5 separate regions of the Mus musculus genome follow, and regions 2, 3, 4 and 5 are each linked to region 1. The links are chromatin contacts, called in public Hi-C and targeted proximity ligation maps. All regions are on one chromosome and are shown on one strand. The core of a region is the stretch at or near the end of the contact, and the rest is flanking DNA. Distances in the headings are between cores, read along the strand shown.

Region 1 (3,553 bases), core at 443-2,942:
TTTTCTATCCAGGAAAAAAAAAACCTACATATCCTGCCCTCAAGTACAAAAGAATGAACAATACAATTAAAAAAATTTTTAAAAGGACAAGGAACTTGTGTAGACTTCTCAACAATAACAGCAACAACACAAGACCATTAAACACAAGGCCAATAAATCAATGAAAAGGTATTTAATAATATCACTCACTAAGCTAAGGAAATGCAAATCAATGAAGTAGCATTCAAATCTAACACAGAAAGTAAGCAAACATGACAACAATCAATGAGAAGTATTATGGATATGGAAAAACTGAAGCCCTCACGCTTGCCTAGTAGGAATGTAAAGGGCTATGAAAGGTGAGGGGAACATTTGATAATTCCTCAAAAAGCTAAGTATAGAACTGGCTGATCAGTTGTACTTGTCAACAAGAGCCCACAAGAATTGCAAGTGAGCACTCAGAGAGATCTTTGCGCACCAGTGTTCACTGTGGCATTAGTCACAATAGCCACCACACAAACAAACCAAGTGACTCTCAGTCAGCTACAGAAGAGAAAGAAGTCTTAACATGTGCTACGTGGTGGTTAATTTTAGATGCCCATTTGACTGGATTAAATGATGCTCAGACAGAGGGTAAAATAGTATGTCTGCATGTCCAGGTGCATGTCTAAGAGAGCCTCTCAAAGTGAGATTAACATTGGAATCAGGGTGACAAAGATACATGCCACAGGCAACTTGAGGGCTGAGAGGATTATATTGTCTCATAGTTACAGAGGGTATAGTCAGTCCACTGTGACAAGAAAGGCATGGTTGCTGCATGGTCTTGGCCCATGATGACGGGAGCCCATAGCATGGCTTGTTCATAACTCAATAGATCAGGAAACACATCAGATCAGAAGCTGGGCCAAGCTATCACCCTAAGGACCCACTGCTGCTTGTCTATAGCTGCCATCTTGGTTCTATGTCCCTATAATTTCATACTCTTCCAAAACAGTATTATAAGTTAAAGATGCAATATTTAAACCCACAAACCTGTGGTGAATGTTTCATATTCAATCCATTGTACTCGGTAACTTTCAATATGAGTGGGTTCCAAGTCAGCTGAGGGCCCAAATAGAGCAAAAGAGCAAAGAAAGTGCTGTCCTGTCCACCCCCTCCTCTCTCCATAGACACATAGGTGAATAGATGATAGATGAATAGATGGATGGATGGATAAATAGATGAAGAGATAGAGAGAGAGAGAGAGATAGTTGGATAGATAGATAGAGATACAGATCTAGGTATTCTGGGGCTTGAGTATTCCTCATCACCTGCCCTTACGTATTGGAACTCTAGCTCTCTAGTCTTGTCCTCTAGAACTTGGACCAGAGGCCTTCCTGATTCTGTGGAGTAATGGGTAGCTAAGCCATATTGCTGCTTCCTAGGTCCCCCAGATTGTGAGTGACAAGTTGTGAGACTTCTCAACTTCCATAATCACAGGAGCCAATTAAATCTTCTAAATCACTTTTCATACATTCATTTACACAGATATATATGACTCAACAGTGGGGTACATTCTAAGAAATGTCATTAGGCAACTTGGCTAATGTACAGCATCATAGAATGTGCTTACACACATCTAGATGCTGGAGTCTATTGCACACCTAGGCCTTTTGCACTGAGGTCCATGAGGAACAAAACGATTAAAGCAAGCAGAACTGAAAACAAAACCATCAAGAGATGAAGTCATCTTGGGTCATGTGATAGTGCTGTCAGAGGAACTGGGCATACTGATAGGTTTACTGGACTTAGCAAGATTCTTGCTAAACTTGGAGATAAATTCTGAAGCCAAAAAACAAGAGCCTGGTTAAGAAGAGATGAGAGGAGCCCCCCCTTTTTTTTTGGTCAAAGAGAGAAAATTAGGCTGTAGGAGAAGTAGGAAACAGACCAAGACAGAGAGAAATTGGACACCCAGAGAGCAGAACAAATGAAGTCACAGTTTTGCTCTGTCTCCAATGAGGCATCTGAGTGTAATAACAACCTTCTCTGTGAGTGCAGTACTGGTGTTTGCCATTCACGTGCCCAGGTCAAGGTGCACTCCCCTCGACTCTGTGCCATGCTGTTGGCCTCTGGACTGCTATACAGTGTCCCTCACCCTCGTGGTTCTCATAGAGATTAGCCACTGGGAAACACTGCCCTGAACTTGTTCTTGTTCTTAAATCACAGACCAGAGTATCCGTTGGTGGTCTCCTATAACTAAGTTGTAGCAGCATCCCTCTTCAGTGTCGAAGCACCAGCATGATGGTTCTTTATACTGCTAGCTTGGTGTACTGCACCACTTTTTAAAAGTTTCTCTTTACTTTACGGAGGCTCTGCCCTAACATCAGGAGGCTTATGACGGGAGTTCAAATGGAGAACCATAGGCCCACTGTAAATCTTCATGTTCCAAGGAGGGTCCACAGTCAGCACTGATGGGGGTTGGTCTGCTGCTGCTATGTATTCAAATGCTAAACATTGCCCCCAAGCTCTGGTTGCAGTCCAGACAAGGGCATTCTCGTGTACATCAAATGATGTTGTATAATTTTTGCTTACCAATCTTCTCTGACTGGTTAAATGAAAGTGGCTGACAGCCAATTACTGGGGAGAATAGAGGGAGGAAGGGCTTCAGTACCAGGGTGGGGGTTGGGGGTGCAGGTAGGGACCACAAGGGTGTGAAAGAAACACACACACACACACACACACACACACACACACACACACAGAGAGAGAGAGAGAGAGAGAGAGAGAGAGAGAGAGAGAGAGAGACTGGGGGGACAGAGAGAACAGGAAGTTGTCATTAGATGGGATGGACCAGGAACACTTGGCTGAGAGAGGTGCACCCTGAGGACAGAAACAGCCCAGGCACGACTCAGACAGCATGTAACATGGGGAGCACAGCTGGAAAGTAACCAAGTTTAGAATAGAAAAATCATTTAGGGGTAATTGCCCAGTAATTGTGCTAAATCTGATTAAATAAATCAATAGAACTCTGTCTCAATTATTGGGGGGCTGGCCGGGTCATAATAAGAAGCAATAGAGTTATTAAATTTTCAACAACAACATAGCACAGTCTCCACAACCAGCATCCTTTGTCCCCTGCATTTGAGGAATAAATCGAGAAGTGTGGGTGTTTAAAGCACAGCCTCTCTCCACACTACTCTATGGCTACTTTTCCATGTAGTTTAGGTAGTTCTGATTTCCTCTAACTTTGATTGCCTGGCCTTGGTTGAGCCATCCAAGCATCCTATGTTGCACACTGGAACCCTGGGTGAGACAAGTGTGTTTTAGCACATTTGACCCAAAGGCCCCAGCCAGCAAGCAGTCACTTTCTAAAGCACTTTCAGGTCCCAGCTTTCCTCTTATTCTCACCACATCCAAGGCTGAGGGAAGAACGGGAATTGGAGCCAGATCCCCAGCCTCCCTTCCAGTGCCCTTTTATCCTGTTGCAAGCTCAGAAGGGGCTACACTCAGAATAATTTCAGGCTTTGCTATTGCAGCTAACACTGCCAAGCCCTGGCCAGAGTCAAAGACATCCTCAGGGCTGGATGTAGCTTCT
Region 2 (3,553 bases), core at 689-3,188, 410 kb after region 1:
TATAATTTGTATGTATCCTGGTAGAAGATAACAAGGTGTATATGCTTTGACTTATAGACACGGGTATGTGCTTCTTCAGAGTCCCACAATACAGGAAGTTAAAACCAACAATTCACAAGTAAGATCTCATGCAAACAAAAAGATTCTGAGGGGCTGGTAAGACAGCTGAGTGGTGAGACAGAGTACTGGCCGCTCTTCCAAAGGGCACTCACTTGGTTCCCAGCACACACAAGGCAACTTAAAATATCTGTTACTTTGTTCCTGTGACTCTGATGGCCTTTCTTGCCTCTGTGGGCACCAGGCGTGCAAGTTAAGCAGACACACATTCAGGCAACATAGTCAAATACATCAAATACAGTAAAGATACAACAATTAATAAGTTCTATAAGGCAAAAGAAATTCAAGTGAAAAGGTGGCCCACAGAACGGGGAAGAAAACCTCTGCTGGCTGTGCATTTAATGGATTGGTAGTTAGTATATACAAAGAATTCAGAAATAAAAATAAAGACAATAAGGAACCCACTAAGAAGTGGGCTACGGAATCAAAGAGGAAGTTCTCAAAATAAGAATACAGTAAATGATAAACATTTTAAAAGTGTTTCACATCCTGGACTTCCTGTTTGAAAGTGTGATCTGAGGTCACCTGAAGATGCCACTAGAAACAGCCCAGTATGGCGGCAATCGTAGGCCTCGGGCACCTAACACAGAAGAATCACTAAGTTTGCTGTCTATGTGAGCTATACAGTCAGACCTTGTATCAAAACTAAAACAAAATTCAGGAACCAGGGCCATGATATAGAAATACTGGATGAATAGACTGTTTTCAGTACAGCTGTCCCCATTATATCCATGGTCTTGATCCCAAGACCACCCTTCACCTACTCTACCCACCCCTAACCCAAATCCTTGGATGCTAATTATATAAAGTTACCTTTGATAAAACGGCAGCTCATGCAAATGGAAGAGGATTTGCACATATCTGGGCATATCCTTGCACATTCTTTAAATCATCAGTTTGTAATATTAGGAAGACGGTGCACACATAATCCCCGTGCGGCACTTTTGAAAGAATACCCAGAAAGACTTGGCTCAGTACAGATATAATTCTTTCCTTGAATGCTTTTCATCTATAGTTGTTTGAATTTACAGGTACAAGGCTCATGGACATGTAGACCTACTGGGTAAGTTCTAAGTATTGCTTAGGTCATAACTGGACTAAGATGATTTATTCATTGTGTATCTGGAATTCAAATCTAACTGAGTGCTCGGTATTTTTATTTACAACATGAGTCCATTCTGTTTGGAACTTGGGGTTCTGAGGAGACACTCTGTTTTGAAATTTTTTAATTTGTAGTCTTTGGCACATTATGCATAGATGTTTGGTAACGACAATGCTAGGAACACTTTGTTGCCAGTGAAATTAATGCTATGCCACCGCCAATCACTGTACAAACATGTCAGTCTTTGCAAGGGATAGTTTGTTTTTGTTTTGTTTCTTCAGTTCCTTGAGCAACTCCATGCTTTACACTACAAATCTACCAGTTTTGCAACGTACAGTGGACAAGGGAAAAAAGTTTTTATTCTGAACACTCTCTCCATCCTTGCTGTATAACAGGTTGTCTCCTAGGGAGCTGAAACCAGGAGGTCTGGCTTAAAAGTTGCTAGAGAAGAGTCTGGGGGCAGTGTTTGCCTGGTTTGGGACTATAAACACTGCCACCTAGCGGCAGAATCAAGTATTCACCACTACACCAAAGGCAAAGGAGGAAATCCAGATGAATCAAGTGTGAAAATCTGCAAGCATGGGTTTTGGTTGCTTCCATTTAGCATTCAGTCGGTTAACTTTAGCAAGATGAAGGGAGGAACAGTTATTTACCAGTAGAGCAGTAACATTCCTTAAAAATAAACTGCAATAGGCGTAGGGGAGGGGCAGGGGCTGGCAGCAGCAGAGAGATGAGAGACAGGCTCCACAGGTAAAGTCACTTGCCACAGACGCCTACACACACACACACACACACACACAGAGAGAGAGAGAGAGAGGGAGAGAGAGAGAGAGAGAGAGAGAGAGAGAGAGAGAGAGAGAGAGAAATTCTTTTAACTTGAAAACCTATGTAGACAAAATTCACGTTTATTTCAATTCATAAGTTGTCTGAATTTCTGATGCATGTACAAGGCTCAGTAAAAGCTACTGGTAAAGAGAACTCAGAATCTCAGCTATAAAAATATCAAGACTCGGAAGCTTGGCTCCTGCGGGGCAACTAAGTATTCCTTAATCCAGAAAATCCTGTAGACCCCAAACAGACCCACCAAAGATCTCAGCTTCGTGACCGAATGAGCACTTGTGGCGATATATTTTTGTATCAGAAAAATATATTATTTTGTTACAGATTTAAACATTTGGTGCTGATTTTTTTCCTTTTGTTTTGATTTGTTTTCTAAGGGGTGGGGGGGGGTCTGAGGCTTGCTAAAAAAAATAATCATTTCAACTTGTCAGTTTCAGAGTTACTCCTGGCTACATGCCATCTGTTTTAACACATATGTTTTTGTGAGCTGTGGCAACCAGGATTCTGTTACCTTTATAAATATTTGCTGTCTCCTACTAGATGCAAAGGAATGGAGACTCCAGAGCCGCGTGGTTGTACAGCTGGTTACTAAGCAGGGATACGCTTTGCAAATTCCACTTCCGCCAGTGAGATTCTTTTCTTTAGGGGGGAAGTCTTAACCCTTTTGTCTAACGAGGAGTCACCTAGTGCTTTCTGAGCTCTAACAATGGCCAGACACTTAGCTTCACACACATAAACAGTCTAGTGTCACTGACGTGGCTTAAATGGCATCCATGTATCCCTATAGTCTTGGTTTACCCAGCTAAGCTTCTGGGTGGCACTGTGTCTACAGCCAGAAATAAGCTGTTTATCAGCCTGCGCTGCCTGGGTGCTGCCTGACAGATGGCATTGTTTGCGTTTCTACCCTGGCACACAGCCATCCGCTGTCCTCAAAATGGAGTCAAGGCTGCTTGTAAAATGGAGTCTCTCGGGGTGAGGAACGGTCTGAAAAATCACTGCTTTAAACAACGTAGAGTGAACACAGCCTGGTCTCTGGCAGTCTCCTCTCCTTTAAACCCAAAGAGCATGTCTCATAAATCTACTACAATCCTGTCTGCTGAGCCTTTAACCCTCTTATGAATTACATGCTTTGGGCAACGTTAGAAAGAGGGAAACTGGTTTCTGGGCAACCTTTAGAGACATCAAGCTAGAAAGCCACAATATACACACCCATTGGAAAGACAGAAGATGTTTTTTGGGGGGGAGGGGGTGCGTCTCTATATAGCCCTGGCTGTCCTGGAACTCACTTTGTAGACCAGGCTAGCCTCGAACTCAGAAATCCGCCTGCCTCTGCCTCCCAAGTGCTGGGATTAAAGGTGTGCACCACCACACCCAGCAACAGAAGACGTTCTTAGACAGGGAAGACCACACTTGTCCCACTGGTGCTTGCTTCTCTCTCTCTCTCTCTCTCCTAGCTTTGCTTTACATTTGGTTAGCTCTGAAATTCATCTCTTT
Region 3 (3,553 bases), core at 337-2,836, 340 kb after region 1:
GCCAGCCCCAATTACATTTTTTTTTATAAGAGTTGCTTTGGTCATGATATCTCTGCATAGCAATAAAAGCCTAAGACAGAAGTATAGACAAAGTTCTATACATAAAATATGACAGATTACTTCATCAAAATAAACAACTTAGTGGAGAGGAGACATATAGGAAGGGTCAATTTAGAAATAACCAATGTCTGACCCCATGAGCAATCAAGTAGTCCAAGGTTTTGAAGAGATATGATTACTTCATTCCTATTACATTGATAGTAATTTCAGAGTTTTGTGTTCTGGTGAAGAAGTAGCGTGTAAAACACTCTGTATTATTAGATTCTCAGTTGATTCAGTCCTTTTAGTAAGGTGGCCCATCCTAGTACCTAGGAATTGAACTTCTGTTTTTATCCTAGACTTATCTTACAAGACACAGGGACTATGTACAATGGCAGTTATTGTAATAATTCTTGTATTCATGAAATGGGTTCTATCATAATGTCCACCAATAAACAATAAATGAATAAAGATGGTGAATTCATATAATACAAAGAGAATATGGGTTTTAAAAGATGAAAACTAGATCTACAATATACCAAGATGGTTGGTTAGCTATCATATTCAGTACATGTGAAAATCAACACTCTGTGTGTGTGTGTGTGTGTGTGTGTGTGTGTGAACACAGTTATTTTCAAATGCATGGAAACTAGATTGTGAGAATGTGAATAGTTCCAGTCTTGGTACTGAAACTGATAATGTAGCAAAACCTAAACAGAGGCCAGGGATAGTGGTGAGTTCCTGCTATCAGGAAGCAGAGGCAGTGACTCATTATCACAAGTTCAAGACCAGTCTCCAAACAACAAATATCAGGCCAGACTGGGCTACATTAGAAACCTTTACCCCAAACCAACCAAACCTGCTAGGAGTCACCAGAAGAAACACCCTATTATAAATAAGTCAATCTTGAGTCAGTTATCATCCCATATGCAAAGATAACCCAAATGAATCATAAATAAACATTTAAATGTTGATTCTAGCTTGTGGTCACAAACTAGGCAAATTTACATACAAAACAAAAGAAGTCACTTAAAGATCAAAAATTGATATGTTGGACAGCATCAACATTCTCCCTGTGAACACACTATTACAAGCAAGAAGAGCCAAGCTATGAACTGGGATAATGCATTGGTAAATTATTAATTCTACAATGAATTTGCAACCAGATGTATGAACAACTATCACCAGTGAGTCAGAAAATTACACCCTAATTTATTTATTTTTCTCTGTTCTGAACAACCTAATCTTTTAAACTGAGCAAAGAGATACACAGATAGCCAATAAACAAATGAAAGATGTTCAAGGTCCTTAATTACCAGGAACGCATTAGAATGTAAAGAGAGCACACTGTATCTGTCAGAGTAGCTTAAAAGTAACAAAGAACTCGATGGCACTCAAGGCTGTGGAAGATGAGGAGCCACAAGAGCTCTCAGATGCTGCCAGACAAGATTCACAAGGGCACAGCAGCTTTAGACAAACCTTCAGCAGAGAATGTTGATCTTCAAGCGAGTCCAGGCAGCCAACGGGGAACTGGTGGGGGCTAGGGCACCCGACCTGTTCCTCTTCCTGTGTAACTATTTTGGTTTTGAATTCACTAAACATTATGCTGGCCGCTCAGTCCAACAGCAAATGTCATTGTTTTGCATTTTCAACCTGCTTTTCCTTCCTTAATGTTGACTAAGAAATAGGGAGTTGGAGATATCTGGGTACTGATGTCAGATACAACCAAGTATCTACAGCGCCTTGGATCCATGACCTGTTCTAGGAATGGCGTCTACTAGGAATGCAAATGTTATTGCTTATTGAGGTTCCTGTGTGAGCCTATGGAAACAGGAGGAAGAAGAAGGGAAGGGGAAGAAAATAAGAAAGAAGGCAGAAAGCTAAGCCCCATCTACATGCCCGTGATTCATCAGGCTTCTGAGGGCTGCACTAAGGGGGGTGGACTACGCTCTCCACAGGGCAGCTCTTCAAGCAGGTTAACCCCACTCAGAAGACCCTTCCAGAAAAAAAAAAATCCTCTACCAACACACTTGTCTTATTGGATCTGCATCTTCTACCGCATGTTATTTTGGCTCTGGGAAACAACCTTCCCTCACTCTGGATTAAGAAATAGATCAGAAACAGTCAACTGGAGAAGCCCTGACAGGTAATGCCAAGGACAGAAGAGCTCTGCTATGGGAAAAGAAAAACAAAAACACTGAAACATTAGACCCTCTTATTATGACCTTACTTTCCAAATAAATATTTCACTTTCTTTGCCTTTAAGGAAACCACAAATATAAGATTATGATAAAAGGGCAAGTAAAACTTGGTTTTGATTTGATAACAATAAAGACAGACGGGAGCCTTGACAAATTACAGTCAAGGCCATCTAAAGAAGTTGTTTTGTGATATAGGATGAGGGGGTCATATGTTTCATCCCTTATCATTCCACAAACCAAAGGAAACCAAGTTCTGAGTGTGAAATCTGAGTTTTAAATGTTGAACAAAACTCAAATATTGCTAAGACACTGGGCAGGCCAACTCTGTTCAAGCTAAATACAACAGGTTTGGAGGCCCGATGGGGACTGGCAGCCACCACTCTGTTCTCTGATGTAGACAGATGAAAAATAGCTCAAGCTACCTGTTTCACCTGTGTGTCCTAGTGAGACCTCCCAGTTCCTAGTAAGCTCAAGGACTGACTTACCTCCCTTGTGGGAAAGAAAAGTACAAATTATTCTGAAGTCCCAAGAAGATAATAGGAATAGAGTATTTGTTATAGGCTAGTTGTCCTTCTAATTTTTTCTCTCTCTCATACTAGCATAATTCGGCAGCATATGCATTAGAATTCCTCCAGGTGGGAAAAAACCCCAAGCCCCACCCCCCAGTTCCCCTATGATTTATGTAGTCAGAATCTATGCTGGTTGAGAGTCTAGGAGTTAGACTGACTCTATAATAGGCAGGAAAATAGGTAGGCAGATGGGCCATGGATAGATATTAAAGATGGTGAACTTCCAAGATGGCTGGCTTCTTTCTTTCCCTCATGACCCGAGACAAAAGTCTAGAAGCTGAAAACAAAGACTTGTGGGCTTTTTTCTTCTGCCAATAGGGCCTCCACTGATGTGGTGTTTCAGCAACTTCAAGGCCAAATTAGGACATGTCTTTCTCCAAACTCCCCAACCCTGAAATAGGGGAGGAAGACCCTTCAGAAACTTAAAACAAACAGTGACTTAGAATTCCGATTGCTGTGATTAAAATAGCAAGGTGGGGAAGAAAGGGTTTATTTGACTTAAACTTCCACATTGTAGCCCATCATTAAAGGAAATCAGGACAGGAACTCAAACAGGGTGGGAATCTGGAAGCAGAAGCTGATGCAGAGGTCATGGAGGGGTGCCACCTACTGGCTTGCTCCCCATGGTTTGCTCAGCCTGCTTTCTTATAGAACCCAGGACCACCAACCCAGGGATAGCACCCCCCCCAACACACACACACACACACACACACACACACACACACACACACACACACAAACGCA
Region 4 (3,553 bases), core at 545-3,044, 280 kb after region 1:
TAACAAATAAACACAAGTGCAGACATTTTTCAGGCCTGTTCCTGCAAAGCAGTTCTTGCTTCCTACCACAATAGCAATAGTTATGTCATGCTAGCTTGTACATGGACCCTGATCGCTTGATTCCGAACACTCTCTCGGAGATAATAATCAATATAGCTCCTATTTGAAAATAGCATTTTCTTGCTAATTTCATGTTAAGGGAGAATGTTGGGTTGTTGTTTTGTTTTGTTTTGTTTTTTTAAACGCGATCAGAGGGAAATTTTCTCTCACTCTTCCCGTTTTTTCTTGGAGCCCAGATGGCAAGATACTAAAATGTCCGTTTTAAACAAAAGGTTTCTGTTTGTTTCCAGGAGAGTAACTGAGAGGCTGCGCTGGTTTCCAGTAGAAACTGCTGTGAATTCAGGCATACATCTGGGTCGCCTCATTAAACAAAAGACACCCGTCTGCTGTCAACAACCACACAGTACAACACTCCCGGATCCTTCATCTTTATCCGGAAGGAATGGTTCATAGAGACGCCTGTCACCATCCACTGGCCATGCAACTCTCTGGGGTCACTCCTGTCAGTGGCCTGGTGGCTACAGTATAGCACATTTGGGCTAGTCTTCCCGCCCCGCCCCTGCCCAGTACGTTAACCCGGGTTTATTGGAGCGCCAGCCAAGGCTTCCTCAGCACCTTTCCTAGCAGAATCCAGACCGGGGTCTGCTCCCCGTTTCCACCCTTCCCTCTCCACCCCACAACGCGCCACAATGGACGCTGGCCGACCACCGCACTGCACGCCATTGCCCACCCGCGCCGCTCGCGCGGACGCTCAGCCGTCCCGCAGACGCTGTGCACCGAGCACGGCCCTAGCTGACACCAAAGGCGCACGCCGCGGATCCGCGCCCGGGAGCCCCGGCCCTCGGCCCCTGGGTGCGCGCGCGCGGGTGCGGGTGCGGGTGCCGGCCGGGGACGCGCGTGGGGAGGGCAGCGGCGAGCCGGGGCGGGGGGTACCGGGGCCCAAGGGCCGCACTCACCCAGCAGCAGCAGCTTGAGCTCCCGGCGGGCGTCGCGCTTGTCCCTGCGCAGCTGCCGCTCGATCTCGTCGTTGATCCTCCGGGCTTCCTTGGCCTCCTCGCTCAGGCAGCACGCCATGATGGACTCCAGAGTCATTCTTCCGAAGTGCCTCGCTGCAGCCCCGCCGGCGCCCTGCTCACACGCGCGCACACACGCCCTCCGCCCTCGCTCCCCCGAGGCAGCGGCGGCCGCGGAGCCCCGCCGCCCGGGCGCGCGTCAGGGACGAGCTCAGGGGAGCCGCGGTAAAGGAGGCGGCCGGGCCCGCAGCCCAGGCGGGCCGGGAACGAGCGGGGCCGGGAGCCTGGGACGCGCGAGGAAAGGCCGCCGCGCCCCGCCGCGCTCACACGCCGCCTTCTCGGAGAGCGCGCGGCCCTCCAGGCGCCGCCGCCGACGCTGCCCAAGGCTGTGCGCCCAGCGGCCCGAGCTCATCCACCGAGGCGGCCCCGCAGCGAGCGACCGCCGACGGCTCAGCGCGCCCGGCGCGCCCGCTCCTCGCCGCCGCCGCCGCCGCCGCCTGACTCGGCTCCGGGCGCCCTCGGCCTGCCCGCGCCCACTCGGCTCGCTCGCAAACCGGGCAGCCGGCCGCCGCGCGCTCCCCGCCTCCGCCCCCGCCTCCGCCGGACGCCCACCCGGCCCGATTGCCAGGCGCGCCGCGGCTGCTCAGTGCTCGCCCTCCCCCTCGCCACACACACACATTTTCTCCTTTCTCTGAACTGGAGCACAGATCCGGGAGGGGGCGGCGGCGGCGGGAGGAGGAGGAGGAGGACGGGCGCAGGGGGCGGGCACAGCGCAAGGGGCGGGACCGCGGCCCCTCCTGGACAGCTCGCGCTCTCCTCGCCCCGCCCCCGACTGCCCGCCCCGCTCGCCGGCCGCCTCCCTCTGTGCGAGCTCCGGCGCGGCGGTCACGGCCGTTGGAGCGGGTCCGGCAGGCGGACACCGACCTTCGGCTGCCGCTGGGCTGCCGGGGCGTGGTCGGCGAGAATATGGCGGCCTCGGCCTGCCCTCTGGCCGCTGGCGCTGCGGGAGCCCTGCCGGGAGCCCACGCGCTGCGCTCCGGGCCTCTCTGCAGCCGGGCTGCCCTTTCCTATTTCTAAAACGCCATTGGGAAGAAGCTGCCTCGAGTGGCCTCTGACCCAAGATCCATCTTAGAAGATGGGATGCTCTTTACTAGGGAAGAGAAAGGATTGTCACTGGCTCTCTGGGGGTTACTGAGGGATCTGTGGACGGAACTGTCCTCCTTATCTCCAGATAGGAATCTGAATCCTAAAGAGAAAAAAAGAAGCTGCCCAAGTTTCCAAGAGCCTCCTGATCCGTTCCAACTTTTCGGGTCACTGAGGTGGTTTCTGTTTTCCTACCAGCACACTACGTTAAACAGTCTGGTAATGTAGGATTGACCCTTCTACACCGTGACAGTTAAGGATGACTTCTGGGAGAACGCCAAGTAGTACAGAATGAAATGAAAGAGACAGATATGGTGGCTCACACCCATAAACTCCACACTCCACAGGCTGAGGCAGGAGAATTGCTTCCTGAGCAGTATGAGACCTTGTAGCAAAGAAAAGGGGGAGGGAGAGAGAATAAAATAGGAGAAAGTGAAGAAACTAGTATCATTGGAGCAAAATTCTATTTGGTTTTTATACTTCTAATTTGAGGTGGTTTACTAATAAATAGAAAATATCTTGTTCATTCAAGGTTGTATTGGGGAAAAAAAAAGGTTCATTCAATTCAGTGTGTCTCAAACATCAAGAGGAGAATCGTACTATTTTTCCTGACTTTATAGATAGAAGTGGGCGCCTCCACATTTCATGCTTTTCATAAACTGCTCCTGTTGATCTGGGCTGCAATGTAAGATCATACCCATTGCTGCAACTTAAGAATGAAACAAGTCTTGGACTTCAAGGTCTCTCCTCTGGTTTGCCTTATTCTCCACCACCACCACCACCACCCCACCCCATCCCCCACCCCCACCCCCACCCCCACCCCCACCCCCCCACCCCCGTGATACACTGCATGCATACATTCAGCCTCTATGCCAGGACTCAGATGGAGTTGTGGACGTAAAGTCTGTATGTAATACTCTGCTTTTAAAAAAGATACCTTGCCAAAGAAGCAAAGAAGCAAAGAAGGTGAACCTCTCACCCCTTTTATATGAATACCATCAGAGCTGGTGTAGACTAGCTGTGAAAATGAATATTTAGATACTAAAGATTCAGAGTCCAAGGCAGAAATGTAAAATAGAAGAATTGGGCAAGAATTGCAAGTAATACCCAGCCCCCCCTCGTGGGGGTGGGGGTGGGGTGTGTGTGTGTGTGTCCTAGAGAGACACAACAAGCTGGAAAACAAAACGATCAACATTTCATGTCTGGTTTCCTAAGGAGCCCCTGAGACAAATTGTGCCTTTAAAGTGTCAGTAATATATTTTGCTTAACTGACCTCTTTGTTTGTCACTTCTGTCTCAGCCCCAGGGACATGCCCTGGTACAGATATTTAAATTGAC
Region 5 (3,553 bases), core at 367-2,866, 260 kb after region 1:
CTGTCTCTGAAAAGACTACTACAGAAATAAAATATGCATAAATTAAAATGTTACTGTTACCACTTACCAGTAAGATACGAAGAACAGTTTTGAGCCTCGTACTGCCTGTATGTTTACAATAAACAACAGGAATAAAATGCACAACACACAGATAAACCACTTGGGAAAGCAGAGAACAGAAGTTATACATACAGATCGGGGGACGAGTGAGTTACAGCCAGAATGTCTGCTTTCAGAAAAAGAGATTTATCTGAAAACAGCCATAGCAAGCCGTCAATAAAGTATTTCTGTGTAAACTGAGCTGGTCAGCTCTGCCCCCAATGGTACCCTGGACTGGAGAACAGTATGCCCACTGCCGGTCCAGGCAAGCAAGTCTGTCTGCTACACAGGATGGGAACATAATAAACACTCGTCTTCTCGGAAGCTGATAAGCTGAGCAATAACACGTGTGATGCTACTGGAAGCTATATAAGGTACCAAAATAGTAAGGTTAAAACCAGCCTGCACAGCCTGGAGGCCACATCTTTAACCCCAGTACTGTGATGCAGAGCAGGTTGATAGATTTCTGTGAGTTCCAGGCCAGTCTTGGCTACAATGCAAAACAGAAAGAAGAGGAAAAGAACAAAACAAACAAACAAACAAACAAACAAACAAAGGATTACAACACTCTGAAATTATCAACATAGAAAATACAACTAAAACCTAGTTCGGGGCCAGCAGCGAGGCTCAGCGACTTAAGCCTTGCTCCCACGGCTGACGACCCGAGCTCAGAGCCAGAACATACGCCGTACAAGGAGAAGACTGACTCTGCAGATTGTCTTCTGACCCCCACTCCCCCAAGCATACACACGTACTCACACAAAATTAATTAATTATTTTTAAAACTTGGAAAGTAGCACTAGTAAGTAGAATAGAAAATGTCCAGTGTAGCGGCACAATCCTTTAACTTCATTAATAATCATGTGTCTATATGTACGTATTTTGTGTTAACAGAACAAAATTCAACTATATGTTAGTCGGTAACAAATTCTAAAATATGAAAACCATACAGGCCATATTCTGTCTAAAAGACATAAAATGAGGAATAAATAACAGAACCTCACTCCTACAATGCCTACACTGCAGAGAGGCTCAGGCAGGGGACACAAGTTCAAGGACAGTTCATATGTGTCACGAGGCTGTCCCAGAAAACCGAAAATTAAAGAGAAAGGAGTAATGATGAATATCGTAAGTTTAGAACTTCTAACAAAGATAACAAAGAGAAGAGAAATGCAAAGCCTTATCTAACTTAAGTCAAGAAAACAATAAAGAACTGAAGGACTTTAATGAGTCATAGAAAAAGTGCCAAGACCTAGAGCAAATACAACAAAAGGGAAGGAAAGAGCATCCAAGAGCATCCAAGAGCCACAAGTCAACCCTCTGATAAAGAGCGTGACATAACACCCATATTTAAAGCACTAAAGTTAGAAGTCAAGCTGAATGTAGAGATTCCACCTGCAGTTCCAGCCCCTGGAAGGCTGAGGCAGGAAGATCAGGCTGACAAAGAACATCCTGTGCTACATGAGACCCAGTCTCAAGAAAACTGAAAAGGGGAAGGGACTAAGGGGAACAGAGAGAGAGGAGGGAAGAGAGGGGAAGGAACAGAGAAGACAAGTACATATGTGGCAGTGACCAAGAAACCAAGTATACATGATAAAAATAGAAAATACCAGATGCTAGAGGAAGAGGATTTTGATGCTAGCTTGAGCTACACAACAGGTTAGAGCCTAATTTAGGTAACACAGTGAAGGGCTCTGTCTCAAACACAAAATAAGAAAAAAGCCAGAGCCCTACCTGATACCAGATGCAAAGATCAAGTCAAACTGGACCAAACTGGACCAAAACATGGCATACACCACCCAAGTAAAGCTGTAAAACTCCCACTACAACTGAAAGGGGGCCGCTCACGACCGACCCTGGATTTTAACCATGGTTTCTTAACATCTGACAATGAAAGTAGAAGCAACTAAGAAAACTGACAAACGAGGCTTCACACAATTAGAAACTTCTCTGCTCAGTACAATTTTACATACAGCAAAGTCTGTTGGATGGCCTGACTGTTCTCACCCAACCCCATGAGATTTTGGCCTAGGGCATCCTTTTGAAGTTCTATAAATACATTAATAATGTTTAAGTTTAAAGTGATTTTAAGCCAGTTATGGTAGCACACACCAGCAAGATATGCTGAATAGGCAGCAACTAACACAAAGTCCATTTGAAAGGCCATATGGAAACCTACTTTATAAAAGCTGCCTAAAATATATACATATATGAAAGGAATCTAAATGAAGTCACCATATAGTGGGGTAGACAATGCCCCAAATGGACATCGTGACATTGTATGCCAGCAAGTAAAGGCTCCAGTGCCATGATTACATCATGACTAAAGGGGTCCCATGAATCCCACCTCACCTCCCACACAAATATCACAGGCTACTACCAAGGTAATTGGTTGTTCTCCACAATTTGGCAGTAAGGCCCTATCGCTAAAGACAGCACTTCCGCGTGCCATCAAATACAGAAGCTTTACCCTGCTGACTAGTGTTCACAGTGCTGAAAGATACATACTACCACAGAAGAAAAGCAGTCATCACTCTCATCCAGCTACACGCCCTGAACCTACAACCGTGTCCTGGCTGCAAGACATACCAGTACAACATTGGCACTTATGTCATGGGAATAACTAAGCGCTTCTTACAATCTGAATTTACTTGAGATGGAACCCATACCTGAAACTGCTAACGCCGTCAAAAACCTAACACTCAATAGGTCATGGGCCTAGCCTACTACTGTTATTTGCCAAAGGAACATAAAAATAAAATGACTCCTAATGACCTATTACTATACCCACAAATCAAAGTTTCAGTCAACTCTCACCAAAGAAGCTTTTTCTTGCACTAGATAGAAATTAATAACAATATACAGAGAATGAGAGACTTTGGAACACTCAGTCCTAAATGGGATGCCTTCATCAGAGGCTCCCCTCGAGACTCAGAGATCTGTGCAGAAGCAGTGGAAAGATTCTAAGAACCCGAAGTGATGGATGACTTCAAGGAAATAGTTTCTTCTAGACACAAAAGAAACAATGCACATAAGAACTCACCCAGCCTGGCAGCAGAACCAAACTTGTATAATTTTAGCCAGATGGGATCCAACACTGAGTGAAAAAAGTAGACATAAGGTCCCACCCGCAACCAAGAAGCTGTTTGTAATTGATACATGCTGGCAAAGGGCAACCAGTTCTCTATGCTGGAGTGTCAGCGGGCTGGCGCAAGAGCCGCACTCAGGCCAGGCCCCGCCCCATGCTTGGGAGGTGCTAGCAAACATAAAATGAACTCCATGTTTTTTTCTGTGTGAACTATTTTTTCATTTTGTTTTAATTTTTCATTTTCATACTTGTGTTTTGTGGGTTTTGAGAGAGAGAGAACACGCACATAAAGTTGGTTGGGTAGGGAGGTGGGAAGGATCTGAGAGGAGTTGGAAGAGGGAAAGAAATATAATCAAAATATACTGC

The links. Hi-C and Micro-C count contacts between places; a contact is called where the count stands out from the background.
Region 2: a Hi-C map of bone marrow-derived macrophages shows a contact between it and region 1, with 16 read pairs. A contact is called at or near these places in 1 of 39 promoter capture datasets (hippocampal neurons), 1 of 484 Hi-C or Micro-C datasets (bone marrow-derived macrophages), 1 of 130 datasets of targeted methods (pancreatic cancer cells) and 1 of 9 other capture datasets (adipose tissue).
Region 3: a Hi-C map of bone marrow-derived macrophages shows a contact between it and region 1, with 24 read pairs. A contact is called at or near these places in 1 of 484 Hi-C or Micro-C datasets (bone marrow-derived macrophages), 3 of 130 datasets of targeted methods (astrocytes, embryonic basal ganglia and pancreatic cancer cells) and 1 of 9 other capture datasets (embryonic stem cells).
Region 4: a targeted proximity ligation map of bone marrow-derived macrophages shows a contact between it and region 1, with 4 times the contacts expected there. A contact is called at or near these places in 7 of 130 datasets of targeted methods (SST interneurons, bone marrow-derived macrophages, embryonic forebrain and 3 more).
Region 5: a targeted proximity ligation map of microglia shows a contact between it and region 1, with 4 times the contacts expected there.

What each region holds. Positions count from the first base shown.
Region 1 is chr19:16,406,065-16,409,617 of GRCm38.p6, reverse strand. No RefSeq gene overlaps it. Among named protein-coding and RNA genes, the nearest start is that of Gna14, 28 kb to the left of the region's middle.
Region 2 is chr19:15,996,501-16,000,053 of GRCm38.p6, reverse strand. All of the region lies in intron 2 of C130060C02Rik (RIKEN cDNA C130060C02 gene), which reads right to left. Among named protein-coding and RNA genes, the nearest start is that of C130060C02Rik, 13 kb to the right of the region's middle.
Region 3 is chr19:16,065,549-16,069,101 of GRCm38.p6, reverse strand. All of the region lies in intron 1 of Gm32026 (a long non-coding RNA gene), which reads right to left. Among named protein-coding and RNA genes, the nearest start is that of Gm32026, 3.2 kb to the right of the region's middle.
Region 4 is chr19:16,130,925-16,134,477 of GRCm38.p6, reverse strand. Gnaq (guanine nucleotide binding protein, alpha q polypeptide) reads right to left here and starts at 1,794. Exons shown (of 7, transcript NM_008139.6): 1 at 1,017-1,794. The coding sequence starts at 1,152.
Region 5 is chr19:16,147,349-16,150,901 of GRCm38.p6, reverse strand. The region is part of intron 1 of Gnaq (guanine nucleotide binding protein, alpha q polypeptide); the gene reads right to left. Among named protein-coding and RNA genes, the nearest start is that of Gnaq, 16 kb to the right of the region's middle.